Regions from separate parts of the Mus musculus genome. Here region 2 is linked to region 1. The links are chromatin contacts, called in public HiChIP or PLAC-seq maps. All regions are on one chromosome and are shown on one strand. Each heading gives the region's core, a stretch centred on a gene start, on an enhancer-like site or on the middle of the called end of the contact. The rest is flanking DNA. Distances are from core to core; before and after follow the strand shown.

Region 1 (3,631 bases), core at 1,131-3,630:
GTTGCCTCAAAGGCAAATGTCCAGCGACCCAGGGCCTCCAACCAGGCCCTGCTTCCTACAGTTCTACCAGCTTCCATTCAAATGTTGAATCCATCCATAGATTAAACCTTTGTGTAGGTCAGAGTTATGATGTAATAATGTTTTTGGAAATGTGCTCAGAGACACCCCTAGAAGTATCCCTTACAAATCTCCTAGGTGACCCTCAATCCAATCAAGCTGAGCATCAAGATCCACAACCATGACTTCCCGAAGCCAGGTCTGAGTGACCTAGGAGAGTCAGCACATTCGAGCTCCCTGGGTAAACAGCAGCTAAGTAGTAAACCAAGCAGCTGAGAGGTTCATCCAACAGTTAAAACTGCAGGAAACTCTACCTCTTGACGAATCCCTCACGGTTCAACCCTGAGAATGTGCCCTAGTTGGTCAAGCACTGGTCTGCCATCACTCAGTTGCTCAAGGGATGCGTCTGATAGCTAAAGGATGTGTGGCAGCTAAAGGATGTATGGGTACAGAAAGAATGTGTGTATGGACCTGTGTTCACTCATTCGTAGGTCAGTTTGGGAGAGGATTGAATAGGAAGCTGAGCTCTTCCTAACTAATGCTACTAAATTAAATGGGAGAGATGTTTATGGTTGACAAGCTACAAGTACTGCAACAGAGATGCCCTGGAAAATAGGGGTACTCTCATGGACAGGGTGGGCCATCCCCTAAAACCAAGAACGATTCACAGCTTACTGTTATCACTCCCTCTGCCATACCACCTTTACCTAAAGTCTCTCATCACACACTGCCTCCAAAATTAATGGCCCTGCATTGGCTAATTTTCTATTGCTGTGATAAAACACCATGGCCAAGGCAACTTATAGAAGAAAGAGTTCCGTTGGGCTTTCAGTTCCTTAGGGATCAAGTCCATGATGCAAAGTAAAGGGGTGGTGGCGAGAGCAGGAAGCTAAGAGATCACATCCCGAACCCTAAGCACGAAGCAGAGACAGCGAGCCAGAAGTGGCTCGTGTCTTTAAATCCTCAAAGCCCATCTCCAGTGATGCACTTCTTTCAACAAGCCCGCACTTCCTAAACTTCCCAAAGAGCACCACCAACTGGGAAACAAATGTTTGCATACCCAAGACTATGGGGGGCATCTTAGTCAATCCATCACAAGCTCCATCAATGAAAAACCTGAATCAATTTCTAGTGCTCTCTCATAGTTAATGCTGAATAAATCTTTTAAATCATATAGCGAAAATGTTTACTATTCTGAATCATTATATTTTGTTCTTGAAGAAAATGTTACTGGTTTCGATACAAAACCGTCCTGAGTTTAGAAAAATATGCATCTAGATAGATAAAGTTGTTAGTATGGCTGGTGTGTGTGTGTGTGTGTGTGTGTGTGTGTGTGTGTGTGTGTGTGTGTGTAGAAGCAAGAGGACAACTTTAGGTATCTTTCCCCAGGTTCCACTCGTCTCCTATTTTTCACTGGCTTGAATCTGGCTGAGGAGGTTTGCTGCTTCACCTGTGAACTTTAAGGATTCACCTGTCTCCATCTCTCTAGTGTTTAGAATAGAAGTGAAAACCACCAGGCTCAGCTTTCTTTTACATGAACGCTTGGAAACTGAACTCAGCTGCTCATGCCCACAAGACATGGATCTATCTCCATAGTCTCTGGCTGACTCTTATGGCAAAACACAGGTTCACAAGTATGGGGTCTCTTACTACCCCAATCCCCGCCTGCCCCTGCCCAGTGAAGTACCTGCTTACCTTGATGGGCATTTAGAAGAGAAAGGAGAGGCTAAAAGGCTTCTCTTGGTTCAGTGTGTGTGTGTGTGGGGGGGGTGTCTTTATAATGTTTTATCTTTATATTATTATTATTTTATGTGTATGAGTATTATGCCTGCATGTAGCATTTGCACCACAGTCTGGAAGTATGGAGTCTAGAAGGAGGCATTGGATGCCCTGGAACTGAAGTTTTGGACAATTGTAAGTTACTGTGTGGATGCTAAGAATCAGACTGGGGTCCTCTGGAAGAGCAGCCGGTGCCCTTACCGGCTGAGCCATCTCTCCAGCTCTTGGTTTTTATTTGTGTTTCTCACAGGAATCCATTGTGACCCTCACTTGGCCTTCCATACCTCATGCAGAGGAGTAAGTGGGTGTAAAAAAAGCCCTTTGGCTGCTCACCAAGATCTATGTACAGTGGGGCGGGGAGAGACGCCACCGTAGTTCTTCATTGAGCATACAGAAAGCTGGAGAATCGAAGAAGAGCAGAGATCCCACGACAGAAGGGAGCTGGGTTGGCTGAGCAAAGAAGACACAGCCCTGCCCATGGGCCCCTGAGTCACCCAGGATAGGCAGCACAGAGTCAGCTCCCTGCCCAGAGGAAGTGGAACCCGAACATCAGACTGAGTCATATTTATTGAAGAGACGCTGGGAACAAAAGCTGTAGACAAGAGCCTGTGCGGGGGAAGGTGTTCAAACTGCTTTTCCCCACCCCGTTAGCCCTGTTTCCCTGCCTGCTACGTGGGCCGTGGCTTACAGAAACCAAACACACGGTCTACTTTCACATCAGCCCTGGGCAGGCAGCTTTAACCCCATTGCAGCAGGTGTGTTTTGAGAAAGTGGCTTAAGACTGATATTTCATGATTAACATTTCCCCATAGACTATGTCTATGTTTTATTCAAAAGATAATGTGTCTGAAATGATCCTGTGACTTGTGAAGTGTTGACAATTTAATGTTTAAAATGGTTAAAAAAAAAAAAAACCTACTCTGGGATTGTAAAAGATCTTTTTGGAGATCCAGTCCCAGCCTTGCCTAGAGTTGCACTGGAGTAAGCAGAGGTATGGAAGTCAACAGATTCGGGGAATCTGGACAGAGACTGCCTCCATGTTATAGCAGAGCCTTGGGTAAATGCTCTTCTATTGTTTTAGTTAGGTATTTTTATTTGCAATGTAAAAGAAACATTTTTTTTAAGTGTTCACAGTTAACCTCCAGTCGCATCTTGGGAAACAGTTTCCTAAGCTGTGAATGGTGGGTAGGTTGGGCAGTTGCCAGAGTCTCTCTTGACTTAACTGCCTTTGGTTATGACCTACTATTCTAGCTGTCTGGGTAGAAAATTGGTAAATCTGCCTCCCCGTAGATCCTCATCAAATCCCTCTGTCTTTTCAAAGCTAGCTCTAACTAGGTCACTGGTTGACCTCTGTGGTATATTTAACTTCTAGGGATTAAGGTTTTGTTTTTGTTTTTCTTTTAATTAAAAAGCAGGAGTTTTAGCAAGAAGCCCTGCTTAGCTCCTCAATGACGTTGCACGATTGAGGGGGTGGGGGTTGGTAAACTCGCTCGCTCGGTGAAGCTGCACATGCCCCTTTCTAAGGGCTTTGAAAAGTATCGTCCGGTGAGAGAAGGAGCCTTGAGAGCTTGCTGGGTTTCCTACCTTTCCCGTAGAGATCTTCCTTTATGAGACAAGCCTCCAATTGCCTAAGGGTAGGTGTTCGGGCAAAGCGCTCATGCCTCTGGAATGTCTGTTCATCTTTGGCCAGACTCCCAACCTTCGAGATCCAATAACACCCAAATTCTATTTGACTTACTCTAAACCACCTATGGAGTGTGCTTTGCCACCTCTTGCCTCCAGAAAGCCTGCATTT
Region 2 (3,519 bases), core at 658-3,157, 39 kb after region 1:
CATACTAATAATTAGCACTCGCCTTTTCTCTTTGTTTGTTTGTGCTACTTAAACACTTGCAGGTAAAGTGGATTCCTGGTAGACAGCACATAGTAAGGCCTTGCCTTTTCATGCCATAGAACAATCCTTGCTTTTATTCCTTGATCTCTGCTTTAAACAGAAAGGAGGAGAGAGAAAGAGGAGGGGAGGCTAGAAGGGAGGTAGGCATGCCGTCCTTCTTTGCCAGGGTTTCAGCAGACACCCAAAAGTCCATGCCTTGGAAACTCAATCCTTAAATTGGAGTTGCTAATTGAAATGAGGCTTGTAGAAGGAGGTTCTTCAAATGAGGCGATGAGGGCAGAGCCCAGTCCTTGTTAGCTCTATTCCTGTGAAAGAAACCATGGCCAAAAGACCTCTGGGTCATGGTCTGTTGAGGGATGCCAAGGCAGGGAAACTCAAAGCAGGAACCTGGAAGCAGGAACTGAAGAGGCCACCATGGAGGGGGTACTGCTTAACAGGTGGCTCCTCATGGCTTGCTCAGATTGCTTCTTTATACAAGCACCTGCCCTGGGGGGGGGGGGGTTGAGGGAGTGCATGGGGGGAGGGACATAGCCCACAGGGGACTAGGCCTTCCCAAATCAATCAAGCCTCCTACAGAACCATCTTATGGATGGTTTCTTCCATAAGATGTTTTCTCCCTTCAGGTTTCCTCTTTCCAAATGACTCCAGCTTGCGTCAAGTTGACAAAACTTACCAGCATGGACTTTCCATAAACACCACCAGTGGCTTTACAGGAAGAAGTGAGATCTGAGCAGGCAGGCTTGTCTGTCTGGGCATGTGACTCTCTCTATCGCATCAAGATGCAGCAGGAAGGCTGGCACACAGTTCTTGAATATCCCTGCCTCTGGAACCTCTATTCTTTATAAACCATCCCGTCTGTGGTTCTGGCAAGAGGAATAGGAAAGAGACCCAAACACACTGCCTTTTGTAATTGTTTATCTAGTGCATTTTTTAAAAATTGTTTCATATGATCCCAAGGAATTTGCAAATCTGCAGTGCCTTGCTGAATTAGTGTGTATGTTGGGGTAAGACAGCAGCGGAAGGTTACAAATATCAACTAGGAATGGGCAGCTGGGAACATTCAGACTGCCTTTCTTGCCAGAATCCAAAGTGGATTTTTTTTTTTTTTTTAAGTGTCCCTGTGTAACCCAGGCTGGTCTCAAACTCTTGATCCTCCTGCCCCAGCCTCCCAAATGCTGAGATTACAAGCATGTTCATCACGACTTTCTCACCCTGACTTTAATGAAGATGCCACGAGCATGCTTCCCTATTAATTTCGTTCTCACACGTCCTTTTCACGGAAACCACCATTTTACACTGGAACTCATTTATCCAACCACAAGCCGGGAATCTCAACTCCTCAGGTCTTCCCGCTACCTCGAGGTGGCAGTAAGCCCGACCAAAGTCAGCGGACGACCTATGTGAGGGTTTTGAGAAACCATTCCCAGTGCTGCATGACCTCCCCCCCCCCTACTGCTTTGGGCCCAGGTTCAGACCCCACCTAGGGAGCTCAGGAGTTAAGCCATGGACATCCCTTCCCATCTATACCAGGAGTCTGAGATAGCGGGAATTGCTTAAGGATGGCGGCCCGTGGCTTCACTTCCTATTTGACAACGGAAACCCGACACTGCAGTGGGACGACAGATCCTTCCGCCTTGGAGCTAACGGAGATCGCGGACCACACCTCCTCTGGGAGACCCCGCGCAAGACGGAAGTGGGAGGGTCCACGCCCTCAAAGCCCATCCGTGATTGGTTGGAGCCGCCTTAAGCTCCCAGATCTTCAGCAGGGACAACGCCCGCAGGCTAGGCATGAAGGCGGCGACACCGGTGGTGGTGACGGCGGCTGCTCCTGCGATGGAGCCGGGCCCTTCTGTGTCCCCGGGGCCTTCGCGCTCCTTCAAAGAGGAGCTGCTGTGTGCCGTGTGCTACGACCCGTTCCGCGACGCAGTAACTCTGCGCTGTGGCCACAACTTCTGCCGCCGGTGCGTGAGCGGCTGCTGGGAGGTGCAGACGACGCCCTCGTGTCCGGTGTGCAAGGAACGAGCGGTGCCCGGGGAGCTGCGCACCAACCACACGCTCAACAACCTGGTGGAGACCTTGCTGCGCGAGGAGGCTGAGGGCGCGCGCTGGACCGGTCGCCGGTCCCCGCGCCCCTGCCGTGCGCACCGTGCCCCGCTCACGCTCTTCTGCCTGGAGGACAAGGAGCTGCTGTGCTGTGCTTGCCAGGCCGACGCCCGGCACCAAGAGCATCGTGTGCAGCCCATCAAGGACACTGCGCAAGACTTCCGGGTGAGCACCGCGCCAGCCCGCCCTGGGGACCCCCGGCCTGCCCCTCCCCCTCCTCCAGGCCTAGCAACCATCTTGCCCCCGGTCCAGGCCAATCTGAACAACGATGGGGAATAGTATGGTCTGCAGACATTTGGGCTTGGCGCGGTCATTTTAGAAATGGAAGAGGCCAGGACCTAGCAGAGTTCTAAGGCCTTGAGATTTCCCCTGCCCAGCAGTGCCTTGATCAACGGGTTACAGAGCCGTAAGAAAGGCCTGTGGCGCTTGCCTGCTGCCTTGCTCCTCTTACTCTTAGTATCCAAATATCTGGAGTTCCAGTGGTTATAATTAAACCAAGAGCAGCTGACACAGCAAAACTAGCATGGCGGGGAAGGGTGGGTGTCGGGGCTGTAGGAGATCACGCTAGGCAAGTACTTTACCTCGCAGCTGCACCCCAAGCCTACTTTTGATTTTGAGCCAAGCTCTTAAATTAGCCAGGATGGCCTTGAACTTTTCTTTGCTTGCCTCAGCCTTTCGAGTGGCTGAGATTGCAGGCTTGTGCCACCAGGCCCAGTGAAAAAGTCTTTGTTCTAAAACAGAAAAAAAAAAAAAAAAAAGGCAGACATTTTCGATAACAATTTGACCTAATCGCTTAGATATGCATGCTCCATTGCTTTCCAAAACATTCATACTGACATATTGACTGATTTTTCTTTTTTTAAAGGGTTTCTGAAATGTCCATTTTACTCTGGCAGTATCTTGTTACTTTTCTCGTTTAAAGTCATTGATGTACTGAAACAGCTAAATTTGTTTCATCAGCCACTAACACACGGGTCAGACCCACAGTTGGGAGGGCCCAGGGTTAGCCACTAGGAAGCCTGACATAGTGAAAAGGAGGTACTGTAAGAGCCCACTGGGCCTGATCTTCAGACGCCCTTTCTCCACTTGGTGAAATGTCTTTTTTTGAGAATCAGCAGTTGATGGCAGCTCCATACAGATTGGAAGCAGAGCAGATGGGTGCTGTCTACATCCACGTTCCTCCAGTTATCCATCATATTAGCTCAGCAGTGGTTCATAGTGCCTGTTCCCTCGTTCATTAGTGCTAGATCTCTTATTTGGCATAGCTGAAATAGACAGCCTAGAAGTTTAGGTCCTGGTTCGAATTCCCCTGGGCTAGCAAAGGTACTGATTAGCATGGGTGGTGTCCTCAGAATG

What was found. HiChIP or PLAC-seq counts read pairs in DNA pulled down with a chosen protein or histone mark.
Region 2: a BATF HiChIP or PLAC-seq map of CD8 T cells shows a contact between it and region 1, with 14 read pairs. The contact joins the promoter of 1700001G11Rik here to the enhancer-like site in region 1. A contact is called at or near these places in 3 of 15 datasets of contacts at CTCF or cohesin (CD8 T cells, the G1E-ER4 cell line and the NIH/3T3 cell line), 13 of 484 Hi-C or Micro-C datasets (CD4 T cells, CD8 T cells, the G1E-ER4 cell line and 9 more), 14 of 115 datasets of contacts at active chromatin or transcription factors (CD8 T cells, the HPC-7 cell line, Th17 cells and 9 more) and 2 of 9 other capture datasets (adipose tissue and pancreatic islet).

What each region holds. Positions count from the first base shown.
Region 1 is chr14:66,255,466-66,259,096 of GRCm38.p6, forward strand. The region is part of intron 1 of Ptk2b (PTK2 protein tyrosine kinase 2 beta); the gene reads right to left. Among named protein-coding and RNA genes, the nearest start is that of Ptk2b, 24 kb to the right of the region's middle. Within about 2 kb of position 2,381, at least 182 of the 459 cell types and tissues checked have an H3K27ac peak or open chromatin away from gene starts, as enhancers often do. A contact at or near this core is called in CD8 T cells, the G1E-ER4 cell line, the HPC-7 cell line and 13 more, where this site is marked.
Region 2 is chr14:66,295,222-66,298,740 of GRCm38.p6, forward strand. It overlaps 1700001G11Rik (RIKEN cDNA 1700001G11 gene), which reads right to left and starts at 1,908. Exons shown (of 3, transcript NR_038077.1): 1 at 1,588-1,908; 2 at 734-923; 3 at 106-365. Trim35 (tripartite motif-containing 35) reads left to right here and starts at 1,804. Exons shown (of 6, transcript NM_029979.3): 1 at 1,804-2,328. The coding sequence starts at 1,849.